2 separate regions of the Ovis aries genome follow, and region 1 is linked to region 2. Evidence: chromatin contacts called from public Hi-C data. All regions are on one chromosome and are shown on one strand. The core of a region is the stretch at or near the end of the contact, and the rest is flanking DNA. Distances in the headings are between cores, read along the strand shown.

Region 1 (5,538 bases), core at 792-3,291, 270 kb before region 2:
TAAAATTTTAAAATTAAACTGATTAGGTAAACATTTGTAATCAATGTCAAAAGTAGAGTATATATTCTTAGAGTTCATAAAGTAAGCATTAAAAACCAAACAGGTAAATATCAATACAGACAATGCAAACAAAACTTTTAAAAGATAAACAAATACAGAAATATATTCAAGAAACAATCAATGAATATAAACCAATAATAAAATATCATTTTACTCTAACAGGTGGCAAAACTATGATTCCCAATAATGAATGCTAAAGTTATGGTGACACACAATGCTGGTGTAGGCTTAAATCTGTATAATTTTTAGAACACAAGGGATTATCCATTCTTTGTAATATTTGAACTCCTTTCACATGCTAGACATGGGATAAGCCAGAAAGCCACGATCCGAACCTCATACAATTTACAGCCTGTTGTGAAGAACAGATTTTTTTAAAGATTTAAACAGAAAGCATGGTAACTTTTTAACTAGAAAACAATTGAGGTTGCTAAGAGGGCTTACTGCACAAACATCTAACCTGAAGTCTGGAAATGCTGGGGGAAATTATTACTAGTCGTTTACTGGTTGCCAAGCACCTGGCTAAATAATGGGGCTTACATAATGAGCAATCCTTGGTGTCCGTCTACAAAGCCAGCACTTCTTGAAATGGGTAACAATTCACAACCACAGGAGATGGAGCAGGTACGGCTAAGCGAGAGGATACAGAGAAGGAAGAAGAGGTGGGCAGGAAGTGAGATCACAGTGGCTGGATGAGCAGTGATGGCATGGGAGTTCAGGCAGGGAAAGGAGCAGGCCGGCAAGAGTGCGGGCAAGAAAGGAGACGAGCAGGAATAGTCACTGTGGACTGACACATGCAAAGTCCACAGCGCATGAAGATACAAAACCCAGACAAGGGGAGGCGTGATGAGCCACAACGAGTCAGCAGGCAAAAATCACCCCAGTGCAGCTGCAAACACAGCTCGGGAGCCAGCAAAGAGCTCTGATGAAGAGACCAAATAAACAGGTGATCCCATGACCATCCAGGGAGAGGGGAAAGAGCAGAGTCCTAAGGAGTCCAGAGGCAGAGAGAAACAAACCCTGGGACACTGGTCTCAAGAGCCAGAGATGGAGACAGCACTGAAAGGAAGACAGAGGAAGGGGTAACAAGGAGGCAGACGAGGCCTCAGAACAATTCCAACATCAGAGGTGACCTCGGGTCAGAAGCGGCTGCTGCTCACAGTTGGGGTGAGAAGATTGCTTTTTGTTTTGTTTTTTAAGGAAGTAAAGCCAGAAGATACTCTTATAAATGCTTGCTGGTGAAGAGAAAAAATAAAGGAAGGATGCTTGAAGAGAAAGGGCTGGAAGCAGGTGCTGTAGGGACTTCGTCCTTGTTGTTTCAAGGACAGAGGAGGGAGACGAGGTGTGAGCACTGGGGCACAGTCAGCCAGCAAACACTCAGATGCAGATACAAATCACCAAAAGCACATGCACGAAATGGACAAAACACTGGTGGTGGGTGTCCTAGAGATTTTGGGTTTTTTATGTTACTTTTAGCAGTCCATGGGGTTGCAAAAAGTCAGACAGGACTGAGCCACTGAACTGATGTTACTTTATGATCACTGTATAATAAATCAATTGGGAGGAATTAACCCTCCAGAAAAGATCAAAATATATAAAGAATCCAAACTGGGAACTCTGAGACAAGTCTGAGGAGGAGAAAACGGTGCCAGCTTAGGGCCCACTGCTGCCAGACAAGACGGGAGTCCTAATGTTGGCAGAGGGGATTTCCAAGATGTTTTCCTAGGTGGGTGGAGAAGCTCTCGAGTCAGGCCGAAATGCGGTGTTAATTAAATACTGAAATGGAGCATGAGAATGACACAGCAGCTGTACAGCACTTTGGCTTGTCTGCCAGTTTGAACAGGCCAAATAAATATGGGATTCCCAAGTTTAAAGCAAGAAACTACACGTGCTGGACTGCAGCATGCAGGCCTGCAAGCCTGTACTCGCTCAGTTCCAAGACAGGAGGAGGAGGCTGGAGTCAGGCGACTGGGACATCAGTGGCTTAATGGACAAGGGGAGTTTACACATAGGAGGCAAGGCCCTGCAGCAACACCCCACCGTGTGCAGAGGACAGGCAGCAGTGTCTGCCTCTGGGGAAGGAACGATCACCAGTTATCGAGAACTGACCTCAGGTTGGCTCACTGGTTACCAGGGAAACCAGCAGAGGGGCAGGCCTCTTACCATCCCTTTGATAAGCTATCACAGAGGAGATGTTCTGATTTAAATGTTAGAACACTCACTAGTCCATTTAGGGGCAAGTACGCAGGAAGGTCAGTCATGTGAGTAGGGTGAATGTAAAGTGGGCAGTGGTGGAGAGGGAATGTACAGAGAGCAAAAGAACAAGCCATCTTGGCTGGCCTGATCATATGCTAAGTTTAAGAGATTTTACATGATACGATACATGTAACGGTATGTTACAGTAGTATGTACAGATACATATATGTACACATATAGTAAAATGCACACCTGCACCTAAAATGGTTTCAGAATTACACTTTGGATGTATAACTTTTAAAATCTCCAATTTAGGACAGTAAAAAGCACAAGGTTTGCAATATCATGTATCCATCCACATGGAATTCCTTCCAGGGAATACATGGGAGTGTTGGGGAAATAATGAGTTGGAGAGGCTCAAACAAAAGGAATATTAAGCAGAGCTCCAGGATTCAGATTAGGTCAGCTTCTCTAGGCTGCTCCTGCAGTAAAGGAGTAGGAAGATTATTACTCATGCCAGAACTTACAAAAGGGTCTGGGTTGTATAAATCAGAGAATACAGGGGCTTTCAAGCTTACCCAGCTTTCAGAGTGAATAGATTTATGTCACAAGACCAGAGATAACAAGTGGAGCTTGTCAATACTCTATTCATTAGCAAACTCTTTAAAGAAGGAAAAATGTGGAGCTCCTACTCTCCAAAATTATGAACAAGCTGAATGGTAAGATTATCTTTAAAAGTTAATTCTTAAAAGTTTACATAATCTGACTTGACTGACCCATATTAGAATTTCATTCATCCAGTCTTTTCCATAGCAACCAGATTAAAATACGTGATTTCAACGATATCTTCCCAGTTGTTTGTGGGCTGCATAATATATCTGGACTATAAGAATTTAAAAATACACACTCCTAGTATTGATTAAGAATGCAGTTCTTCCCACCTGGAATGTATCACCTCCTGTCCTTAAGCCTGGCTAATTTCCTGTTCATCATGTAGTCAACCCCTCCAAAAAGCCTTCCTTAATGCCTTAAGATAATCCCATCTGATGACCACCTGCCTCTCCCGTCATCTTGGCTATAACTTGTCACCCTCTACTATAATCTCAGATCTGAAGCTTCCATCAGAATGTAAGCTCCAGAAGGACAGGGCCATGTTAACCAGACTCAGTCTGATTCTTACCATCTAGTACTGTGCCTGGCAAATGGAATGAGTAGAATTAAAATTCAAATGAATCACAAAGCAATGTTACTCTTGGGGAGGGCATTTCAGGCTATTCGCTCACTCTCCTCCTGCCTCTATCTCAGAGTCTGATATTCCATTTCTACCAACACTTGTTTCCCTCATTGACGGTGAGAAGCAGGAGGTACCAGAGAGTCAGCCAACCCTGTGCCTTCATTATCCTGATAAGTGAACAAAGCCACACTCTTCAAAAGCTTTTTTAAAAAGGGTCAATAAACATTGTCACATCATTTGGTTCTTCATTGTACATTTGTCTTTTTCCTCCCATTCCCAAATATTCAATCCCTCTGCTAATGACCACTTAACCCTTCCCCAGTTGTCTCCATCTACCTACAAATTTTTTTTAGTATACCAGCTTTAAATTAGATAAATGGCATATGCCTGTAAATGTCAGTGGAAGTCTATATTCAATATCTGTTTATCATTTTATCACCTATTATCTAAAATTAGACCATAAATTGTTCTATGAACAATGGGTTATCTTAATAACACCTAAAAAATTTTAGAGCATTTCACGCAAAGTATGGATTTAAAAATTGGTCATAACTACTTCAAAGTGGGAGAAAAAAGAAAACCTAATCAGAAAATGAATTATTTACTTTTATGATAATATTAGATTACAAGAAAAGAAACCTTTTTCTGATCTGTTACAGTTAAAAATGTATTATCTACTATCTGATCTTACCTACACTGATCTACCAATTAAATATTAAGTGCCTACCTAAAGGCCGCTTCCCAAAAGCAGTTCATTCCACAAACATCAGAGGGCAGCATCCAATAGGGATTCCAGTAACACAGAGAGAACTCTTTACACCTAACAGAGTGAGACAGAAACCTATGTGAGTATTCAGGCTTAAAACTAACAAGGAATTTACTCAATAACATAAAAACTTACTGTTCTATTTTACAGCAACAAAACTGCAAATCCAACCTGCTACGGTAATGAGGATTTCTGGAAATTGATTTCTCCCTTAGGGTACCACTATTTTAAACAGAACTGTGAAACTTTTAGGCAGAAAATACTACAAACTGGGAAAGTTTTTTAGTCATGAATTCTCTAATATATAATAAGATCTCCTTCTCAGATGACACAGAAAATACTGGCATACTTCTAAAATTTTCCTTCATGAACTGCACACATTCCCCCTAGAAAAAAAAATCCATTTCAGCCAAACAAAACATCTGCTTATCCTGAAGCAAAATTTAAGCCACAAATGCTGGTAGAATGGAAAAAGATCTTTAAATGCTTTTAAACTAATCTTGAATCCAAGCTACACATATGATGTTTTAAGTGGGAAATAAGAAATCATGCTGATATTCACAGTTCAGTTTCACTTTTCTACACTTATCTCAGCTTCACTGTATTTCACAAGCTAAACAGGAGGATCAAATTTCTTCTTAGACTGCAGGTTGGAGCTAAAAAAAAGAAACCACACACAAAACAGCAGCAACTTACAATACAAAATGTATGTATTTTCATTGTTATTTCTTCTCAAAACAAGAATCTAGCTGGTAATTCAGGACAGTGGAAGCCTGAGTTTACTGAAGTAAGCAAGTATGAAGCCACAGTCACTAAACCATGTCCCATCATCATGAATTCAATTAAGTAACTGTTCTTACAGTGAAAGATCTATGAAATGTCATATTTGCAAGATCTCTCAGTCCACCTCTCACAAATGCCAACAGGTTAAGACAGGGGGGTCTCAGATCCAGGACACAGTGAAATCACCAGAGACCCCTACACCAGACCTGTCAAATCAGAAACTCTGAAAACAGGGCCAGGCACTGCTGCTGCTAAGTCGCTTCAGTCGTGTCCGACTCTGTGCGACCCCATAGACGGCAGCCCACCAGGCTCCCCGTCCCTGGGATTCTCCAGGCAAGAACACTGGAGTAGGTTGCCATTTCCTTCCCCAATGCATGAAAGTGAAAAGTGAAAGTGAAGTCACTCAGTCGTGTCCGACTCTTAGCGACCCCATGGACTGCAGCCTACCAGGCTCCTCCGTCCATGGGATTTTCCAGGCAAGAGTACTGGAGTGGGGTGC
Region 2 (5,185 bases), core at 1,677-4,176:
TCCTTTTTTCCATGTCCCAGTCTAACTGTTACTTCTTGAGCTGCGTACAAGTTTCTCAGGAGACAAGTAAGGTTGTCTGGTACTCCCATCTCTTTACAAGAATTTCCCACCATTTTGTGATCCACACGGTCATAGGCGTTAGCTTAGTCAGTGAAGCAGAAGTAGATGTAGATTTTTTCTGGAATTCCTTTGTGTTCTCCATGATCCAGTGAATGGTGGCAGTTTGATATCTGGTTACTCTGCCTTTTCTTAACCCAGCTTGTATATCTGGCATTCTCGGTTCACATACTGCTGAAGTCTAGACTGAAGGATTTTGAGCATAACCTTGCTAGCATGTGAAATGCATGCGGTTGTACAGTAGATTGAGCATTCTTTGGCATTGCCCTTCTTTGGGATTGAAATGAAAATATCTTTTCCAGTCCTGTGGCCATTGCTGAGTTTTCCAGATTTGTTGACACTGAGTGCAGCAGTTTAACAGTTTCATCATTTAGGATTTTAAATAGCTCAACTGGAATTCCATCACACCACTAGGTTTGTTTGTAGTAATGCTTTGACTTAGAGATACCATAGTTGTATGTAAACAACTCTGACATGTCAGTGAGGTTGTCTAGTTCAGTCCTTCTCAAAGTTTTGTGTGCCTCAGAATCATCTGGAGGGCCTTTTTAAAGCCCTGAATGCTTGGTCTCACTTCCAGAGATTCTGACTCAGTAGGCGGTTTGATGCCCTGAATTTGAACTTCTGTCACCTTCTCAAGGTTGCAGTGCATGTCTGGGGACCTGCACTTTGAGAAACACTGCTCAAATTAATACTTTTCCCCAAAGGACAAATAATTTCCACTCTGCCTTAAGCATCTGTTCATGTCCTTACTTTCTTTACTTTGTATTGATGACTTCTAGAAATATGTTAGGGCTTCTCTGATAGCTCAGTTGATAGAGCCCACCTGCAGTGCAGGAAACCCTAGTCCAATTCTTGGGTCAGGAAGATCCACTGGAGAAGGGATAGGCTACCCACTCCAGTATTCTCGGGTTTCCCTGGTGGCTCAGCTGGTAAAGAATCCACCTGCAGTGTGGGAGATGTGCGTTTGATCCCTGGGTTGGGAAGATCCCCTGGAGAAGGGAAAGGCTACCCACTCCAGTATTCTGGCCTGGAGAATTCCATGGATTGTGAAGTCCATGGGGTCGCAAAGAATCGAACACTACCCAGTGACTTTCACCTTTGTGGCATAAACAACAGAAGTATGTTACTGAGGTTAAGAAGTTCTGAAGATAGATTTCTCATGCTTTCTCTTGAAATGAGAATTTTCCTCTGTGTCCTTTCGTGTTCTCTCTTCTTTCCTTTATGCTGTTCTGTTCTACTTAGTTCCCTTGTCCCATTTTTTCCTGGTGATTTTTGGCTCCTTCTTCATCAGTTACCTAAAATGGTCTTGGATTATCCGTTTCTCCTTCTATAAGAAATTAGCATTTTCCCTTCAGCTTCCAAATATATCCAGGATTCCCTCAGAGCTCAGTTGGTAAAGAGTCCGCCTGCAATGCAGGAGACCCCAGTTCGATTCCTGGGTCGGGAAGATCCGCTGGAGAAGGTATAGGCTACCCTCTCTAGTATTCTCTGGCTTCCCCTGTGACTCAGCTGGAAAAGAATACACCTGCAATGCGGGAGACTTGGGTTCGATCCCTGGGTTGGGAAGATCCCCTGGAGAAGGGAAAGGCTACCCGCTCCAGTATTTCTGGCCTGGAGAATTCCATGGACTGTATAGTCCACAGAGTCGCAAAGAGTCGGACACGACTGAGCGACTTTCACTTTCCAAATATATCCAGATGAGCCCCTTTTCTCAGAGCATTGTCCCAATTTCTCTTCCTTCTTCCTTCTGCCAAACTTTTTTTGGGAAGAAAAGTGATAGTTTAATCCCTTTAGTAGATATAGTTTCTTATAGTCTGATTTGGTTTCCAGAGTTTCACTGGTCAGCCCACTCACTGGTTATGTGACTCGTAGGTTTTAAACTCGTAGGTTTTAAATTTCTGCAGTATTTGATATTAACTATCTTTTCTCTTTTTGAAAGTTTCTTCCTTTGGTTTTCAGTTATAACCTTTTAAACTTTTCACTGTTCTTATTTGCATATCCTTTAATCCTTCTCTGCTTTTTCTTGAAACTTGGATTGCTTTTCCCAGACATCTAAATTTGTGCTGTTTAGTATGGGAGCCACTAGCTAAATGTGCCTGTTGAGCACTTGAAATGTGGCCAGTTCAGACTGAGATATTGTGTAAATATAAAATACACACTTGATTTTCAAGATGTAAGATGAAAAAGAATATTATCTCACTAAATTTTAGAATATTGATTACATGTTGATAATATTTTGAGTATATTGGGTTAAGTAAAATATTGCTAAAATCACCTGTTTCTCTTTACTTTTGAACTCTTATTACATCATTTGTGGCCTATTATGTTTCTCTTAGACATTGTTGATCTATATTTTAACTTTTCCTAAAGACTTCTTGGTCAGTTTTTCATCTATTAATATATACTTCTCTTCTGAATGATAGTACAACATTCTGAAACATTTTCTCCCCATCCCCATAGTTAGATACTGAGCTTCTTTAGAGCTAGAATAATTTTCCATAGTGCCTTTTATATATTAGGACATAGATATATAGATATGAGAAAATATGTATAAATATGCATGTGAATAAATGATTTGGGTAAAGTAGTACCATATACTTATGGTAGGTGATGCCTACTGTGATGTTTTTGTTTAATCTGATGGTCGGTAGGAGAGGTTGGTGTGAAGGAGGGGAGAGATGTTATTCTGCTCTGAGATTTTAAAATCTGACATGTACTTCCCCCATGTGTGTCTTTAGCCACCCCAAGCCACTGATGGCTCTGAATTGTGCTGTTGTGATTTTACTGCCATCTGGTGTCAGGATTAGGAAACTGTAAGTCAGCGTTTCATCTTCCCTTTCCCTCCAGAGAAAACAGGCTGCCTTTCCTCTGAATGTGGCCTTGTTGTTCTCCATTTCCTGAGTGAGTTGTCAGGAGGAGCTCATTGACTTTCACTGTGGGAAACCTTTATCCTCCTGCTTGGAGCACTCTTCCCTTTCCTTCCCTGCTCACTTGCTCTCCTGTCCCTCATGTTCTTGTGGCCTCTCACTCTCCCATTCTTCTCAGACAGCCCATCCTTCTCAGTGTGGTAGTTTTCTAGCCTTGGATTCTAGGCCTTCTGCTTTTTATCCTTTGATTTCATCTATACCAGAGGCTTTAAATGCTGCCTATTTACAGACAAATTTATAATTATAACCAGAAACCTCTTCTGGTCTTGTCACCAGTATCTGTAGTTGTTTACCAGCCTGTTAACACGAGCATCTGAAATATGGCATGATTGAATCTAAATGTGGCTCTCCTACTCTGTACCTATTTCTCAGGTCTGCTTTCTCATTTCAGTAATCCACTGTGCCAGAATATGATATCATCTTGGCATCCACCGTCTCTCACACACAAAAGTCAAACATTTACCTTGTCCCACTGAGTCTACAAAATTGCTCTCTTGTGCATGTTGAGTTTGTGATGCTTCCCCTGCTTCCACCGTATCTAAATCACCACTGCCTCTTGCCTGGACTAAGAATGCTCCTAATTGGTCTCCCAGCACACACTATTGGCTGCACATTTCGTCTGTACATTTAGTATCAGCCTCTCCCACTAGCCTGAGAGTTCCATCATGGCAGGGGCTACATGTATGTGGTTCACCTTTGGGTCCTCAGCCCCTGGTAGTTCCTAAAATCTGTATAATACATATATAGCTACTTACTTCAGCTCTCAGTGATTTTGCAATGACTCCTATAGTTTTAGTGGCTTATTTCAGTATTAATATTTTGTCTGAGTTCATTTATTGTAACGAGTTTTAACTATTTTCTACTTTTGCACAGAGGAGCTTCATTATATCTGTAAAGACAATATAGTTTGGGTATTAATAGTTAATGACAACAATCTGGTTACAGATTAAGGACTACCAGTCAATATGCGGAAATTATTTTCTGAGCATTTGAAATTTCATGGCAATTGGCTCATCTTTTTATCATTCTTCTGTCTAGAGTGTAATGTTCTTTAATTTCAGTATGGAGGTATGTTTGCTAAATCTTCAGTTAAAACCTGTTTGACTCCGAGTGTTTTTTTAAATAGAAACTTCTGTCTCAGTAGTTTTATCAATTTTCATTTGCTTTGATGTTTTAATGATAGTTTTGCTTTATAAATCTTTATTACTTGGCCTTGCTTTCTGCTTTGAGTTGATGATATTGCTTAATAAGGCAATTTAACTTGTATAAGTAAAGGTGATACAAAAAGTTGCTATTTAGAGACAGGCAACACTCTGTTATAAATTCAGAGAGCAAGGATTTAATAAGTATCTACCATGGTTTCTCAACCTTGGCATTGTTAACACTTTGGATTGCATAATTTTTTATTCTGTATGTGTGGGAGCTGTTCTGGGCATCGTAGCATTTTGGTAGCATCTTGGTACCAGTTGCGTTCCCTCCTCTCCAATTGTAACAACAAAAGTGTCTGTAAACGCTGCCAGATTACCGTGGGGCAGGGTAGTGGGGAATTGCATCAGTTGAAGTGTTGAGTGCTATGCTTAGATGAGGATAATAGGCCAAGAACTGTCTCACTGGGGAAATCTTTGGCATTTTCTAGCAGTCTTTGATGGAGTAGTAGCTGTGTGGTGTGTTGTTAGTAGCAAACAGAAGTAGAAACTATATGACCATGTTTTTCACATGTATAAATTTTTGTGCTTGCTTAAAATAAGTAACTTTTGCACATAACCACATGGTTAACCAAACTAAAAAAATGCTGCATTCTAAATATGTTACTGATAAAGCTTCATTTTATTGACTGATTTCAGAAGGTAGGTGATTGTAGAAAAAGGGAACAAAAATTACAACATAAAGTGTATGACCAGATCTTTTGCTATTTGTTCTTATGTATAGAGAATACAAAATACAATTAACTTATTTATTTTTACTTCAAAGGGACATGAGAGACAGCTTTAGAAGAAAAAATTTCTACTCCTCCCATTATGTGAGAGACCGGTCACCTCATAAAAGAGACACTCCTGTTTTCAGAGAATCACCTGTAGGCCGAAAGGATTCTCCACACAGCAGATCTGGCTCCAGTGTCAGCAGTAGAAGTTACTCTCCAG

What was found. Hi-C and Micro-C count contacts between places; a contact is called where the count stands out from the background.
Region 1: a Hi-C map of hypothalamus shows a contact between it and region 2, with 4 times the contacts expected there. The contact joins two enhancer-like sites. A contact is called at or near these places in 8 of 16 Hi-C or Micro-C datasets (blood, hypothalamus, liver and 3 more).

What each region holds. Positions count from the first base shown.
Region 1 is chr3:144,839,519-144,845,056 of ARS-UI_Ramb_v3.0, reverse strand. All of the region lies in intron 1 of GXYLT1 (glucoside xylosyltransferase 1), which reads right to left. Among named protein-coding and RNA genes, the nearest start is that of GXYLT1, 10 kb to the right of the region's middle. Within about 2 kb of position 2,041, at least 11 of the 54 cell types and tissues checked have an H3K27ac peak or open chromatin away from gene starts, as enhancers often do. A contact at or near this core is called in hypothalamus, where this site is marked.
Region 2 is chr3:144,570,567-144,575,751 of ARS-UI_Ramb_v3.0, reverse strand. It overlaps PPHLN1 (periphilin 1), which reads left to right. Exons shown (of 9, transcript XM_060412750.1): 5 at 5,016-5,185. Among named protein-coding and RNA genes, the nearest start is that of PPHLN1, 70 kb to the left of the region's middle. Within about 2 kb of position 2,926, at least 10 of the 54 cell types and tissues checked have an H3K27ac peak or open chromatin away from gene starts, as enhancers often do. A contact at or near this core is called in hypothalamus, where this site is marked.